2 separate regions of the Rattus norvegicus genome follow, and region 1 is linked to region 2. Evidence: chromatin contacts called from public Hi-C data. All regions are on one chromosome and are shown on one strand. The core of a region is the stretch at or near the end of the contact, and the rest is flanking DNA. Distances in the headings are between cores, read along the strand shown.

The links. Hi-C and Micro-C count contacts between places; a contact is called where the count stands out from the background.
Region 1: a contact with region 2 is called in a Hi-C map of Schwann cells, with 5 times the contacts expected there. The contact joins the promoter of Msx1 here to the enhancer-like site in region 2. A contact is called at or near these places in 10 of 12 Hi-C or Micro-C datasets (the A7r5 cell line, Schwann cells, frontal cortex and 6 more).

Annotation. Positions count from the first base shown.
Region 1 is chr14:77,184,150-77,187,136 of GRCr8, forward strand. It overlaps Msx1 (msh homeobox 1), which reads left to right and starts at 1,653. Exons shown (of 2, transcript NM_031059.2): 1 at 1,653-2,349. The coding sequence starts at 1,881.
Region 2 is chr14:76,928,122-76,931,175 of GRCr8, forward strand. The region is part of intron 1 of Stx18 (syntaxin 18); the gene reads right to left. Among named protein-coding and RNA genes, the nearest start is that of Stx18, 44 kb to the right of the region's middle. Within about 2 kb of position 1,315, at least 14 of the 93 cell types and tissues checked have an H3K27ac peak or open chromatin away from gene starts, as enhancers often do. A contact at or near this core is called in the A7r5 cell line and Schwann cells, where this site is marked.

The DNA.
Region 1 (2,987 bases), core at 403-2,902, 260 kb after region 2:
AGCGGGCGTCCAGCTGGGCCTAAATGAGCTTGAGTCCCAAGCCCTACGCAATGCCTGCTCAGCAGCCTCAGAAATGTAAGAAATCCGGACATTTCACCGAAGCGAGTATTCCCGAACCCGCCCCAGGCCTTACTATTTTTCCAGGCCCTGTGGGCAGAGGTGAGGCTCCGATCTCTCTGGCCTCCGCAGCCCGACCCCTCCTTCCAGACCCCGGACGCCGTCTGGGTAATAAAGTAATTCATTTTCCTTAATCTGGTCGCCCCTAATCTACAGCTTTTTATTGCGCCCAGTTAAAAGGCCAGGGAATTCGCTATCCCTCCGTGCTCGGATAATTACCCCTAAATGGCCACGGCAGCCCCTTGTGTTTCCTGGAGATTAGAGCCCGGCGGTCATCAATGCTCAGTCCCGGTGAGCCGCCAATCACCTCCTCCAAACTCCCCCGGAGCCGCGAGCCTGGGCCCTGGGATAAGAGGCCATAAAAAGACCCCCCCTCCCAAACAGCCTGTCCGAACTCAGTTTACAAGATCTTCTGTGACCCCCCCCCCCACTTTCCTTCTTTTTATATCAGCCGAAATAAAAACACGTTTCCTTCGAAATCGGGCAAACAAAACTTCTTAAGCCTTGCATCAAATATACCGCCAGGATCCTTTTTTTTTTTTTTTTTTTTTTTTTTTTTGTACTGCCCCATCCTCAAATGGTCCTCCACTCTGCACCAGCAGAGACCCACAGTTAGTAAAGTGTGATTGTTTTTGAGGATTCATTGTCTGAGGTCATGGTGAGGCCAGAACGACATTTTGTTGGTGGGTTCTGTTGCTTTTATTTCAATCAATCTTCATCCAAGGGATCCAATGGCTGCTTTGGCTAGTAGCAGTTCTCTCGTAGAGGTGTAACTTTCTGGAGAAAAGTACAGGGATGGGGTAGGTGTTTTGTATGAAAATCAAACTCATTTTCCAGATCATGTTACATGTTCCTGTACCCACAGAACAAACGACCCAGGCTTCCTTTGACTAACTTTGTCCATCCCTTGGAGACAAAGGCCCATTTTTACCCCGAGGTAAATTTTTGAAGATAGGAAGACATAAGACACTTAGGGTGTTTTGTTTTGTTTTGTTTTGTTTTAAAGAAATTAGTATTATCCCTTGCTACTCTGACAAATAACTATTATCTTTCAAGGCATACACCAAAAAAATTTTTTTAAGTAAACCGAAGTAAAATCTTTGTGGTCGAGAAAGGGGGCCCGAAGGGGGAAGGGGGACAGAAAGAGATCGCACGGACCATAAGAGAGACTGTAGAGAGAAAGTAGGCTATGGAGGGGAACGGAAGAAGTGGGTAAAGGACGGTGGAGGACGACTAGGGCAGAAGAGAAGTACTAATAAAGTTCCTCTGGAACTTGGTAGAATCCACATTCCGGAGTGTGGAGGCCCAGCCGAACCGATGCCCACCCGGCTAAGCTAGGCGGAAAGGCTCCCCAGGTACCTCCGGCTCTGTCCCGCCAGTGCCGGCCGGGCCCTTCCCTGAGCGCCCCCAGGCCGGGCGCGCCTCGGGGCAGGAGCGCAGCCCAATGGTTCTCTCCGGGCCCGCCCCCTCGCTCGCTGATTGGCCGCTGCCGCGCTGGCCTTGCCTTATTAACAAGTTCTCAGGGGAGCGGCGGCGGACCCGGAGCCGGCGAGTGCGCCCGGGAACTCGGCCTGCGCGGCGCAGGGATCCAGGCCCAGCTCGCTGGAGTTGGCCTTCCAGGGAAGCTGCAGGAGACTCGCGCGCGACAGCGGGCCGGACCAGATCCCTGGGAGCTCACAGAAGCCGGCCGCGCTCCCAGCCCGCCCGAAACCCATGATCCAGGGCTGGCCCGAGCTGCGGCTGGAGTGGGGGTCCGGCTCTGCATGGCCCCGGCTGCTGCTATGACTTCTTTGCCACTCGGTGTCAAAGTGGAGGACTCCGCCTTCGCCAAGCCTGCTGGGGGAGGCGCTGGCCAGGCCCCCGGGGCTGCTGCGGCCACTGCAACCGCCATGGGCACAGATGAGGAGGGGGCCAAGCCCAAAGTGCCCGCTTCACTCCTGCCCTTCAGCGTGGAGGCCCTCATGGCCGATCACAGGAAGCCCGGGGCAAAGGAGAGCGTCCTGGTGGCTTCCGAAGGGGCTCAGGCGGCGGGTGGCTCGGTGCAGCACTTGGGCACCCGGCCCGGGTCTCTGGGCGCCCCGGACGCGCCCTCCTCGCCGCGGCCTCTCGGCCATTTCTCTGTTGGGGGACTCCTCAAGCTGCCAGAAGATGCTCTGGTGAAGGCCGAGAGCCCGGAGAAGCTAGATCGGACCCCGTGGATGCAGAGTCCCCGCTTCTCCCCGCCCCCAGCCAGTGAGTAGCCAGCCCTGGATGGAGAGCGAAGGGGCCAGGAGGGGGTGTGGGGCCCGAGGGCGCCAGGCCGCGCGCCGGCGCCGGCTTGTCTCGGGCGTCGGCGTACCTGCAACTGGGTACCTGGAGGCCGTGCAGAGGTTGCGTTGGCGGGAAGGCCGCCTTTGAGTCTCTTCCCACTCCCACCCAGGAAGAGAGTTTGAGGCCTAAATCAGGCAAAGCTCTTAGTCCGTTTTCCCGCGCTCCTTGCCTCGGAGTAGTGTCTCGGAGACTGTCAGTTCATTTGTAGCGCGCTGGTGTCCGTGTACCCTCTTATTCTTCCGGTACTCAGGACACCGCGGGTGCCTTGCTCCTCCACCTGACTCTAAACTCAGTTATTTTGCACCGCGATTTGGATGGTCGCTGCGGCCAGTACATCCTCGCTCTGCGGAGTTTCACTTTCTACTGGTAAAAGGCTATAAGCTCGCGCTCCCCATTTAAAGAATCTCTCAAGGGGTTCGGGAGCGCTGCAAAACTTCTGCCCCACCGCGCATCTAATTCTAAGCAGAAACTTGGTGTTTTGGGTTGGTGGATGATTTAGCAAGAGGGGACAATCACGGACTAGTGGGGAAGGGGGCGGGGCAACGAGACGGCCAAAGGAG
Region 2 (3,054 bases), core at 65-2,564:
TCTTGTGAAAGAGACCCTGCACTGATGACCAAATTTACTACTCGGCCCAAATGAAGAAACCTGTCAAGGTCACACAACTAACGAATAGAAAGCCAGGATCCAAACTCTAGAATGCATGTCTTGTTGTTTTGAATTCTTTGCCATGTACTTCCAAACTTGGACTCTGTGGAATAAACTTACACCCAAAAGACAAGGCAGAGAGAAGCTGTTATGCCACCTTCTACTACTGCTCTGCACCAAGATCATGAAAATCATGCTTTGGTTATATTTACTGGCTTCTTCAAAAACAGTTGCTAAAGATTTTTTTTCCATCCATAGCAGAAAATATTTAGCAGATAAGCATTTGCTATCCTTTACAGAGCGTCCTACATGGTGTCCACTCCCTTCTGTGGTTAAGGATTAAAAAGCTTAGAACAGTGTCTTGTTCGCTTTGATTCTGAAGGCCCAGCACAGTTCCCAGCTCAACAAATGTCCATAATCATTCAGCAAATCAAAGAGAGAGCTATTGGGCTGGAGGGATGGCTCAGTGGTTTAGAGCACTGAATGCTCTTCCAAAGGTCCTGAGTTCAATTGCCAGCAACCACATGGTGGCTCACATTCACCTGTAATGGGATCTGATGCCCTCTTCTGGTGTGTCTGAATACAGCGACAGTTACTCATAGACATGAAATAAATAAATCTTAAAGAGAGAGAGAGAGAGAGAGAGAGCGCTATTTTATCAAGAACTTGTCATTAAAAAATAAGGATTAAATAGTTTACTGGAAGTTACAATGTATACACGGATTTTTAAAATAGCACTTTTTCATAGTTACTGTAAACATATTAGCATACAGCAGAGGCATATGACCTCAGAGCCAACTGTGATCAATAGTTCATACTCATCCTCAGGGCAAATGGAATCTGCAGCAACAAAATGGGTTTACCTAGTCCATGAAGTCCTTGAAGACTACTAAACACTGCTACACAAAATGCACGCACGTGCACACACACACACACACACACACACGCACACGCACACGCACATGCACACACACACGCATGTACTCACGCACACTACAAACATGGATCACAACAGTAAGGGAGGAACTGTGTGTGAAGTCAGCAACAGCAAACAAAGTAAAATTCAAGTGGGTAACCACAGATAGATTCAAATGCTCTCCATCTCATTCTCTTAGAATCCTCCCCACAGGTTGAATTTATTTTTTAGGAACAACATAAAAACTCATTTCTTTCTGAGCCAAGAACAAGCAAGCATTAGACCTAGCCTTTCATCACCCATAGTAGCAATTACAAGTTGTATTCACTAGGTGGCGCTCTCTACCGCATGGGTCCCCTGCAAGCAGCACAGTACATCAAAGTGACAGCAGCCTAGTCCTAAGATGATTTGTCTCTTGAGGATACACATTTGGTTTAAGTTTCCACTGCAGAGTTAAAGTTCTCAAGATAGGTCATGCAGATCAATTGCTCCTGTAATCCGAAACTCAAAAGAGCAAATAATATCTAAACAAGGGGAGGGGGTGGCCTGAGCTTATGAGGGTCTCTAAAAGCCAGGAGACAGTCTGCCTGGCTACCTCTAATCTCACCATCAAAACTGTTACCTTGTTCAGTTTCTGCTTCACATCAGCAAGGGACCAGCAAAAGCAACTGTGAGCAGTGGAGAGGGAGGACAGGCATGCACTGTCTCTGCTGCCTGATAGATGACAATCACTCACACTCAACAGAACCCCTGCTCTGATAACAGAAGAGCTCTGCTCTGCACTAGCCTACTTCTTTAGCAAAATGCAAGCAAAGGACAGAGCAAGCACTCTCTCCCGGGAAGCTCTGGAGAGAGGGTTTGGTAACAAGATCCACGGCCCGGCTCCACCATCCTCATTCAGCTGAGTGAATGGGAATGAAATGCCGAGTATGCTGGCCTCTGCCAACAGCACCGATGCCGCATTCCAAGAAAATCCAGGGCCTTGCCTAATCATTCTCTGTCCTCAAAAAAATAGATTCCTTTCCCTCATTATGGTCTCTCTCACACACACTGCAGAAAGACTGTTCAAGGGATAAGTTACAAAGCATTCTAATATATTTTCTTTGAAAAAGTGGAAATGTAAAAAACCAAAAAAAAAAAATAAATATATAAATAAAAACAAAAACAAAAACAAACCCTTGGTTTCTAGAACTTAAGTAACTACAGCAAGTTGACAATTGTTAAATGTTACAAAGTGAAGACTTGCCTGATAAAAACGAGTTTACTTAAATGTTCAAATAGGATAGAATACTTGGCTCCTGACATAGCATTCTAGGGTGGAGTAGAACAGCTAGGAAAATAAAGACATATACTATACCTTAACTAGGAGACTCAAATTTCATACTTTCAAAAATGATTTTACTGGGACACAAAATATTTTAAAGTCTCTACTTAAATTTTATATTTAAAACTCATGTGCGAAAGCTTTTACAGTAAACCGAGTAAAGACAAGTTTGTACTTTCTTGAACAATTTTTTCAGATGACTAAGATGTTTAAAAAATACAAATATAAACATTTCTATTCTTATCATAACAAAGAATTTCACTTTAAAATCATGTCTCAATTTGTTAGCAATAAAACTTCTCAAAATGTCACACCAAGTACCCCCGACAATAAGCATACATACTTTAAGGATCACACGGTCTTGTTTAGGAGAAAGAAGAGTCAACGGTTTATAAGACCCTCGGCCAGCTCTGATCAGATGTTAGCCTGATCACTATTCCAAGCCCTGTGTAACAACTGGCCAGCTGCAGCATCCTACCCTTTGGAATTACCCTGGGGAAATGCAGCCACTTCCCCAGCCTGAGAGCACAAGCAAGGGACAGAAGCACGGACTAGCTTCCAGGTCAAGCTTTCAACAAATTTGGAATTTGAAACAAATTTGAAGTTTTCAATTTTATTTTTATCTATACCTATATATCTGTATTTTCATACATTTCAATAACTAAACAAAACAAGTTTACTTTTTTCCCTCATTGCAGAATTGTAAATCTCCACATAGACTTATTTTGGGGAAAAATGTTAAATTTTTTGGAAA